3 separate regions of the Ovis aries genome follow, and regions 1 and 3 are each linked to region 2. The links are chromatin contacts, called in public Hi-C maps. All regions are on one chromosome and are shown on one strand. Each heading gives the region's core, a stretch centred on a gene start, on an enhancer-like site or on the middle of the called end of the contact. The rest is flanking DNA. Distances are from core to core; before and after follow the strand shown.

The links. Hi-C and Micro-C count contacts between places; a contact is called where the count stands out from the background.
Region 1: a contact with region 2 is called in a Hi-C map of tail adipose tissue, with 5 times the contacts expected there. The contact joins two enhancer-like sites. A contact is called at or near these places in 3 of 16 Hi-C or Micro-C datasets (omental adipose tissue, skin fibroblasts and tail adipose tissue).
Region 3: a Hi-C map of liver shows a contact between it and region 2, with 2.4 times the contacts expected there. The contact joins two enhancer-like sites. A contact is called at or near these places in 4 of 16 Hi-C or Micro-C datasets (liver, omental adipose tissue, skin fibroblasts and 1 more).

What each region holds. Positions count from the first base shown.
Region 1 is chr13:3,585,521-3,588,807 of ARS-UI_Ramb_v3.0, forward strand. All of the region lies in intron 2 of SLX4IP (SLX4 interacting protein), which reads left to right. Among named protein-coding and RNA genes, the nearest start is that of SLX4IP, 42 kb to the left of the region's middle. Within about 2 kb of position 1,956, at least 31 of the 54 cell types and tissues checked have an H3K27ac peak or open chromatin away from gene starts, as enhancers often do. A contact at or near this core is called in tail adipose tissue, where this site is marked.
Region 2 is chr13:3,676,454-3,679,825 of ARS-UI_Ramb_v3.0, forward strand. All of the region lies in intron 2 of SLX4IP (SLX4 interacting protein), which reads left to right. Among named protein-coding and RNA genes, the nearest start is that of JAG1, 120 kb to the right of the region's middle. Within about 2 kb of position 2,063, at least 18 of the 54 cell types and tissues checked have an H3K27ac peak or open chromatin away from gene starts, as enhancers often do. A contact at or near this core is called in tail adipose tissue, where this site is marked.
Region 3 is chr13:3,792,931-3,796,171 of ARS-UI_Ramb_v3.0, forward strand. All of the region lies in intron 2 of JAG1 (jagged canonical Notch ligand 1), which reads right to left. Among named protein-coding and RNA genes, the nearest start is that of JAG1, 6.3 kb to the right of the region's middle. Within about 2 kb of position 1,576, at least 3 of the 54 cell types and tissues checked have an H3K27ac peak or open chromatin away from gene starts, as enhancers often do.

The DNA.
Region 1 (3,287 bases), core at 706-3,205, 91 kb before region 2:
GAATAAAATTCATAGACGTTTACCAGCTATCACCCAGTTAAATTCTGCCTCAGGCTTAAAGCTTTCAAGGACCATCACTTTCCAGTGAGAGCCTTTGTTCTGCGTGTTGATGACTTTGAAACCAAGTTCTTGTTGGATCTGAAATGAAACTTCCAAGTGTTATCTCTGCCTCTGGCCAGACACCCAGTTTTCTGGGCTTTATTTCCCCCATTCCTTTCCACGTGTGTCAGCGCATCTTTTTTTTTGGGCGGGGGTGGGGGGCGGTGATTAGACAGTGTTTAAATACAATCCTGGCTTCTCAAACCCTCTTTTCAGTTTCAACTTTCCACCTGCCTGCTGAAGTCTATGCCTAAATTGATCCCTGAAACTGCACACTAAAAATTCAGTTTATCCTGTTTTCTTCTAAATTGGCTTTTGCTTTGGATGTCCCTGGACTTACCAGCCTATGCTGTCTCCTTGTCCTTCCCTCACCGTTGTGTGTAATGCATCCATCCTCAACAAAGTGTCCTGGACTTGCTGCTTCTCTCTCCTTTTCTTATAATTCAGCCTTTGTCATCCTTGCTGTTTCTATTTCTGCACTGGTCTCAGCATGACCTCCATGCCTTTCTTGTGCTGCCATTCCAGTGCCTCTAGAGAAGTGCCAGGGTAATGTTTTCTTAACACCATTTTTACCATGTTATTTCCTTGCCTAAGCGATCAGAAGTAATTCTGTTAAATGAGATCTAATCTAAACTTGCCAGCTGACTTCAAGGCACTCTGATAACTCTTTTCCCCTTCCTCTTTAACTCTGACCTATATTTTCATCTTGAAACTTGGGAACGTGTCCGCCTGTTTCTATGAAACTGATGAATTTGCATTTCCTGCAGAGATCTGGCCTGTGGTTTTCTCTCTTCCTGTGCCCTCTCACCTTTTCTTGCATAGTCTGTACGCATCAACTTTTCCCAGGCTTGACCAAAGGCTTGCTTTTATTTTCACACAAGATCTAAACTTTTCCTGCATTGATTACCCTCTCACGTTGTTCCTTTGACTGTGCGCAGGTACACACTGCCGTGTGTTATATACACACCCTCTCACAGCATATTGCTCTTAGCAACATTTCCCAAGATGAAGGACCTGTGCTGTGCTTCTTGTGTATCTGCCTTGAGTAATTTGGAACCTTTCTGAGGCGCCCAGTATCCCTCATTTTCCTTATTACAAAAATGAGAAATTTCTTTCCTCATGTCTTACGGAGAACAGGGAAGTCACTCAAGCTTAGAGTTATTTCATACTGGTCTTTTTTCAGTCCCAGACAGGAAATGTTATAATCTCCAATTTGTGGTTTATTTCTTTTCTTTCAAAAAAAATTCATCTCAACCTGTTTCTCCTTTTAGGAGTTCCACTTTGAAAATATTTTAAGTGATTCTTTTGAAAATAGCCTTTGTTAATAGCCAAAATGACGTTGTATAGAGTTTGCTTCTATGAGGCCTTTAGGAAAGTAAATTGTTTCAGTATAGTGATGTTAATTCTTTGGACATCATTTTGTTTTATTTTAATTAGGACCTTACTGTTAGACTGTGTAGACTATGGTACTTGAATTTTTTTCCAACATGCATACAAACACATGTATATTATTAACTTATGCTAGTGTAAAAAAAAAATCTTAGTAGAAAAGCAGATTCAGGATCTCTCACAGATACAAGAGCTCATTCTGTCCCTTGAATTCTCCCTGAGGGCTGTAGAGGGCATCATTGTTCCACGAGCAGCTCAGCAGACATGGCGATCCAAGAAACCACAGCAGCCCAAGTGCTTCTAAAATTGCTGGCCCGTTCCTACAGGATCGTGACATCCTAAATGCCGATGTTTGTTAGCCTGGGAGTTATGTGTTTACCCCCACCGATAGCCTGCTAGCCCGTGGATGTGTAGATCGCTGTCTCATAGACCTCCTGACCAGGAAACACAACCGTTAACCACAGCAGTAGGAAGCAGTCAATCCAAACTATCCCCAGAGGCCGCGGAGAAAGCCTTCTCAGTGACGCAAGACTGCCTCTGGCGTGCCGCCCTTCCAGGTTCTGGAAGCGGAGCGAGGGGCTGAGGGTGAGCGTCCCTTTGGTCCTTGGAAGGCTTTGGGACCCCAGCCCAACCCTGGTCCTGGCAGTAAAGACTGGAAGGATTCGGCTGGGGCAAAGTCCTTGGAGTCACAGTGTTATTATAGTACTGTAGTTCCTACTCACCTTTCCTTATTGTTATTGTGACTGTGAACTTTGGAGATGCGAAGTTGAAGAAGTGAGCTGAGGGGTGGGGACTCACAGAGGGTCGTTGCCTTCCAGAACCCCTGGGAATGGAGATGACACTTCCCTGAATGGCCCACGTGTGCAGCAGTCCAGTCATTAGCCAAATGATGTAAAGATACACAGTGTCCATCTATTTTTAGTGTCCTTTTCAGGGCTCCTCTGGTTGTGACCTCTTGGAATACCCATGATTAGGTAATATAGGAAACTAGGCCACTGGATACGTCCCTTTTTTGCATGTGAGCAGCATGTGACAATAACATTCTGATTTTCGGACTACGAGAAACACCAAAGAAAGAATGAGTTTGTAATAGTCACTCTACACAGCAATAGGCACATGCTGTGTTTTGCGAGTGTGATCTGAGGTAAGGCAGAGTGTTACGCCATTTGTTTCACAGAGATTTGGTGTCATAGAGGTTCTGGCAAGGCCTGTGCCGAATAGGACATCCTAGTTATCATGACCTGAAAAAGGCACTGTCTCTTATGGGTCAGTATTGAGATCGTGTCTTATAAATTTCTGTGATTCTTTGTATCCTTTTCATGTGACTCTAGGTTCTTTTACAGTACTTCTTGAAATTTAGATCCTCAGATTTTTGAGGAAGGTATCCTAGAAGATGAAATTAGCCTCAGACTTTTGATCAGGGTTCCTGATATCATGTCATGACCTCACTTGTGAAACGTGGATGACTGGCTGAATTGTGTTTACCCCTCTGAGCATCCATTTCTTCAGCTGTGTGATAGTGCTGTTATTCCTGTCTGTTTAACAGAGTTTCTTATGGGTGTCAAAGTAATAATTAAAGACAGTGCTGTCAGAGTGTTTGGGAAAAGAACACTTTAGGCGGTGATTATCTTACAGTGACATTCTGTACAGTGTTAGAGGGACTTGGCCTGGGTGTCTTACTTGTTCTTGCTCTCATAATTCTTTGGGGTGAGGACTAGTCTAATTCTTTTCATATGTGAGGTGTCAGTTAGCAGATCTTCCTTTATCCCTAGTGTGCAAGGCCCTGGGTTAGGCACTAG
Region 2 (3,372 bases), core at 813-3,312:
ATTCCAGGTGGGTGTATGATGCCAGTGACATGGGACACAGCTCATGTAGGAGGTGCCCCAGGGAAATGGCTGGACCTGCCTACACGCCCACCCTTGCCCTCCCTCCCCGTACCCAGCTGCAGCTCCTGACTGTCTTCCGAGTGTCCTCACGCCACCCCTCCTCTCCCAGGGCTGCCTTCTGCTGACTTTCATTAGGGTTTTGTATATATATAGTATGTATGTGTGTATATATATATATATATATATATGTGTGTGTGTGTGTGTGTGTGTGTGTGTGGACTGTTTGGGTTTTTTTTTTCCTTTTTTATAAATTTTTAACTTTTAATTAAATTGTGTTACAGTACTGTGTTAATCTCTGCCACATAGCAACATGAATCCGCCATGGGTACACACACAGCCCCTGCCTCTTGAGCCTCCCCATCAGCTCCCACCTCCCACTCATTAGGGTTTTGTGGTGGCTTTGAAACTGGAAGCCTGGCCCTGGGCACTTCTGCCTCCAGCCTTGCGTCTCCTTGCCCCTCAGGGCACGTCTGCGGCTCCTCCGTGTGCTGAGCCCTCCTGCCCTGTGGCCTCAACTGCTGACCTGCCCTGTGTCCACATAATGAGACTCGAGTGTCCCCAGAGCACCCCAGGCTCTCTGGGGCTTTCTCCACCACGCGGCTGTGATGCCTCCCCTCCACCCTGGCCTCCCTCGGGCAGAGTTGAGAACTCGCTCTGGTCCAGGGGTGTGCGCTGTGGTCCCATCTCCTGCAGAGCTTACGCTGGGGTGTGCGCTGTGGTAACACCTCCTGCAGGGCTTACCCTGAACCCCCCACCCCAGGCGGGAATGAATAATGAATGAATGAATGAGAGAACGTGGGGAGCCTTCCACGCATCTCAGAATTCTGAACCTGTATCTGAGATACCAGCATGAATGAGAAATGTTAGCATCCTCACTTTCATTTTACACTTCATTGTAAAATTAGAGGATAAGATTTCTCTGATCCGGAGGAGGAAGCCTTGGTACTCATTAAGTTTCGGCTCTGAAATTCTTAGGCAAGAGATAGGAAAAATCACCAACATACTTGGTTGGCAGTGAGTTTGGGGTGAGGTAATCTGAGGATCCTTGAATTCCCTTTTTCCAAAAGATGGAAAATGAGCGGTTGTCGCTGGTGATGACATAGTTTTCACCACTCCAGAATAAGGAGGGAGAAAGTGATTCTCTGACACATCAGTGTCTGGGGCTGTCTGAATGACCCTGGCCTTGGAGTGGGGAGTCCCCAGTTAGCACATGAGGCTGTGCTTTGCCCTAAACTCAGAGCTCGGGTGCCCTTCTCCCTCCATCTCCCTCTCCCTCCCTCTCCCTCTCTCCCTCCCTCCCTGCCTCTACACAGTAAGCATTCACTCTGAGCCAGCACTGTGCTGACCCCAGGGGTTGCAGAGGGACAGAGGTGTGGTCACTGTCTCCACCCAGGAGCTGCCAGTCTGGCATCGGAGGCCCCTTGGTGGAGCAGCCACTTCATGCAGAAATAAGCAGGAAACATCACTGATCCAGAGGAGGAAGGGGTGAACCCTTCAGAAAAGTTCCAAAGGGGTGGACACACTCCTTCAGGGACGTGCAGGGGCCCACTGAGCACAGGAGCACCACTGCTTTGGAAGCAAAGAGCACGTGCCCAGGAGCCGCGGGAGACGGTGAGGATGGGGCCTTAGCAGAGCTCGGGCCTCTGCATGGCGGGTGTGGCTCTGCTGGCGGCTGAGTCTCAGAGAAGTGGTCCTGATGCTCCAAGTGGGAGATGACGTGAGCGAGGAGCTGGGGGTGGGGGGGGGTGGGGCAGTATTTAACTCTTGAAGAAGCAGAACCGGCCAGGCGTGGTGGCCAATGTTGCAGGCTGAGGGGAAGGAAGGAGTGAGGGGTGACTCCCAGGGTTTTGGCCGAAACCTCTGGGCGGAGGAGAGAGGAAGCTGGACCGGCCCTGGGCTGGCTGACTCCCAGCCCAAGCCGGGATGCAGCGCTTCCTCTCTCTACAGCCACTGGGCTGAGAGAGAGAGTGGCCTGTGTGGAGGACTCTGAGAGCCACTGGTGCTCCACGCAGAAGAGCTGGTGAGAGGAGAAGCAGGCGCTAAGCATGGAGGGGAGGGCTGGAGGCCTCGCTGCTGGCTGCCGTCAGAGCTGGCTTTCCTGATTTTTTCCCCTTTTCACTGCTGTTTACTCATGGGAGAAAAGAAGCAAAGCTTTGAGAGCAGGGACTTCATAAAGGCAGAATACCTGTGATTAGTGTGGGGACTGCAGAGAGTTCTCACTGGAGAACTCAGAAGGCTGGCTGCACCCCTCTGTGGGAGCAGGGAGGTGGGGTCTGGCAGAAAGCTCAGGAAGGTTTAAGTACCAAACTGAGAGTCAGTGATTTTTTTTTTTAAGACATTCTGGTCAGGCTGCTTATAAGCAAACAGACTAGCTTATTTTTTATTTTTGTTTTATATTGGAGTGTGGTTAGCACTCCAGCATTAACAATGTTTTGTTAGTTTCAGACGTACAGCAAAGTGATCCAGTTATACAACTATGTATCTGTTCATTTTCAAATTCTTTTCCCAATTAGGTTATCACAGGATATTGAGCGGAGTTCCCTGTGCTCTGCAGTAGGTCCTTGTTGGTTATCTGTTTTAAATACAGCAGTGTATGTGTCTGTATAGCAGTGTGTATGTACACATAGCTTATTTGTGATCAGAGCTACAAATGATGAAATGAAAAATGAAAGTGAAAGTCACTCAGTCATGTCCAGCTGTTTTCGACCCCATGGACTGTATAGTCCTTGGAATTCTCCAGGCCAGAATACTGGAGTGGGTAGCCTTTCCCTTCTCCAAGGGATCTTCCCAACCCAGGGATCGAACTGGGGGCACCTGTATTGCAGGTGGATTCTTTACCAACTGAGCTATCAGGGAAGCCTTCACAAATGATGAAAAAAATACCAAATTGGACCTTTATATTCAGCTCTTTTTAGAAAGATACTACATAGTATCAGATCAGGTTGTTGAAACATCACTTTTTTTTTAATGTTTTATTTTGTATTGGGGTATACTCAATTAAGAATGTTGTGATAATTTCAGGTGAGCAGCAAAGAGACTCAGCCAGACATATACATATCTTCATTCTCCCCCAAACGCCTCTCCATCCAGGCTGCCACATAACATTGAGCAAAGTTCTGTGTGCTATACAGTGGGTCCTTGTTAGTTAGCCATTCTAAATATCACAGTGTGCACATGTCCGTCCCAAACTCCCTGACTATCCCTCACCCCCATCCCCTGGTACCCTTAAGATCCTTCTCTAAGACTGTGCGTCTCTGTTTTGTGAGCTTATTTGCATCATTTCTTTTTAGATTCCGCATATAAAGGATCTCA
Region 3 (3,241 bases), core at 326-2,825, 120 kb after region 2:
TTAGCCATCTTGGACCATCTCACTCCCAGGCTTCAGAGCAGGGACCACAGTTCTAGGACTCACCTCCTGGGGCAGGAGGACTCCTCCCCACCCAACCTTCAAGGCAAAGAATCCTTTGGAGGCCCCTATTAGGCACTCTCGCCCCCCACTCCGTCCCCACACTATAGATCAGCAATCGAGATCATTTGGCAATGATTATTAGTTGCCAGAGAGCTTTAACTTTTCCCAGGCCCACGTTTAACCTCTGTGCATCCCAGAAGGTACATCCAAACTCCAGGGTCCAGACCATGCATGCGCACTTTATGCCGTCAAGGCCAGGTACCAGGTCCCAAACTGGCATTCTGCTACAATCATTCACACCCAAATGGCCGCTGCCAACCTAACCCCAAGGGAGGCAGAGTCCCAGGTCCCTCCTCACAGCGTGGCACGGGGGGCAGGTGAGATGACTGGCAGGTGTTCCAACTTACTGATAAGTTCATACAAACACCCCCACCCCCAAAGAAACACAAAAGAAAACTGCACACACCTGGATTTTTCTTGGTTTCAAGCTATGAGAACAGGATTCTTATATAAAGCTACCTGGCATTCATCTATTTTTCCTTTTTTTCCAGAAGAACAGCCAGGGGGCAAAGCAGGAGGGATGGGCAGGATCAGGCCTTCAGTTTGGGCTCACCGAGTGAGTGGCTCTGCCCCTCCCCAGCTCCAGGGAACCTGGCAACCTGGGAGGTGGGTCTCCATTCTGTGCAGCAGGAAGGCACAATGGTCAGCTTTCAGAAGGCCCTTTGGAGAGGATGTCCTGGGATTCTACTTCGAGGAGGGTCCTGGCCTCAAAGCGCTCCTGTGCCTGCCCCTGCCCCTGGCACCTGGGCTGCGGGAGGCCCGGGTTCCACACCCATCCCGCCTGCGGGGGTTACCTTGGCACTGGGCAGAGTGGCAAGCACTTAACTGCCACATTAAGAAGGGGGGATGTGAGAAACAAGGGTGATTGTGCTGACAGCTGGGAGCTTCCTTTTCCTGGCAACAGTGGCAGCCAAACCAAGCTCTGAGAAGTGGCTGTTTCCCCTCCTGCCAAGCTGACGGACACAGAAAACCCACCCTGCAAATGGCATGCATGCAACGTCCAGAGGCCCCGGCGGGCGGCAGGGGCACACCCTGGGAGTGCCCAGTGTGCCCGGGGGGCCATTGTATGCAGTCATCACCCCGGTCAGGCTGGGGCCCTGGGCTCTGCTGACTCGACGGTCGCATCCTGTGGCTGGCCCTGTATCTGCACTATTTGTGAGGCGGCAGCATTATTCCCTGTAATCCTCGTTTCAGTCAATCCGGCCACACTATTGTCCTGCCTGCGTCTGGGTGGCCAGAGTAGAATATATTCCAGGCACAAACATATTACATAAAGGCTCCAGAAATGCCATGTGTGGGTACACACGTGCTCACCCCGACAACTCACGTGTGTGGCGGGGTTTGGGCAAAGTGAGGCACACAGCAGGGACAGCCACCCCATGGCGGACAGCTGAAACCTCAGTCATAGAAAGCAATTTAGTCTGCAGGGCTTGACATTTCAATAGAGTCTGATCTGGTTACAAAGGGTGATTTTCTCATGAAACCCCACCTCAAAGACTCAGCAAGCGGGGCCCCAAAGCTCGGATCCAGATTGAAGACTCTCAATGAGATGCCCCCACCCCCTTTCCCATCGTTACCCCTACCTGTCTGAAAAGCATCCCACTGATAATTAAATGCACCAGTTACAAAAGGGTGGCGAGGTTAATAGATAGAATACCGAGAAGCCAGCCAAGCACAACCGTCCGGTTCACACAGAGCAAGCCTGAACAAGATGCCTTTCTACTCATTTACCAAAAGTGCAGAGAGGCTGGGCTGAGCTGGTAGAGGACCCTGGACGTTTGACTATTTATGTACCACTTTTAACCACTGGGACCCACGCTGCGGAACTGCCTCCCTGCACACACACTGCACCAGAGACAAATGTCTTTGGTGCCATAAAATCAAGGGCCACGGGGGAGGGATCAGAGACCAGCATGGGAGTCACAACACAGGCACTTAGCGCCCCCCCCCCCACCGAACCACCCCCCAGCAACTCCCCGCCCCCCGCCACCAGATAGAAGCAGGACATTTCGGAACCCAGAGGCCTACTCCTCCTCCCCTAGAAAACCCAAGAATCATCACTTTCCATGTGCACTATTAAAAACATCTTCCTAAAGTTGAAAACTAGGTTAGCTGTGTTTGGGTCTAACATTTTTTTTTTTAACGTATTTAGACTGGAGCAGCTTGGCACCTCGCCTCGGCAGAGAGGGTAGAAACGTGTCTCTAGAAGTTTACCAAGGGGAATTCTCAGGAATATTTGCCTTATAGATTACCATGCTAATTGTATGCATGTCCAGAGATTATGTATTCTTACACGGTAACTACTCTTGAACTCTTGGCACTAGAACCAGGTTCTGGCCCTCCTACAATGGGCCAGCGGCTGCTCCAAATCTAGCCCAGGCCTCTGTATTCCTGTTTTCAGATCAGGACATGAAGACTCTTTGTTGCCTTGGCTTCATTTTTTCATGAATAACATTTTCCCTCCATGCTAAACTTTTCACATGCCTTCCATCCAAAGGTCCGTTACAACCGTTTGCTCTACAGATTTTAGGCAGTGTTCAGATGGCTGGCTTTCTCGGAGGCTGCGTGCTTTGTAAGGGGCTGCTGCCCCTCCTCCTCACCCACCCAACTTCCCTAAGTGCCTGCATGCCAAAAGCTCTACCAGTCTTGAGAAATGTTTGAAGTCCCTGTAGAATGATGGGTGTGGAATTGGTGGGTTGCAAACTCATGTACGTACTGGAGATTTGAATAAGTTGCTAAGAAACAAGACAACAAGGAGAAGAACACGCCAAGGCTACTACACCTGGCAGAGGAAAAAACTATGAGAAACCTAGTACCTTGCACAGGAGTCCACGTGGGGGGCAGCCACTCTGCAGACCCACAGCACCAAGTGAGCACAGCTCCATTTTCTCCCCAGCCAGGTTTTGCAATGCAGACATATCATTTCATCGCTTTAGTATGAGGGAGGTGTTTTAGGGCAAAGGGTGTTTTCCCCACACACAGAAAGTCCTTGCTATGAGCATGTACGCACGTGAGCTGTCTGTGTGCACACACGCTGATCACCTGGGTGGCACATTCTGACTGCAGAAAGGGGCCAGGTCCAGTGAGAACCCCATCCCTCCACTGGCTACCCAGGGACCGG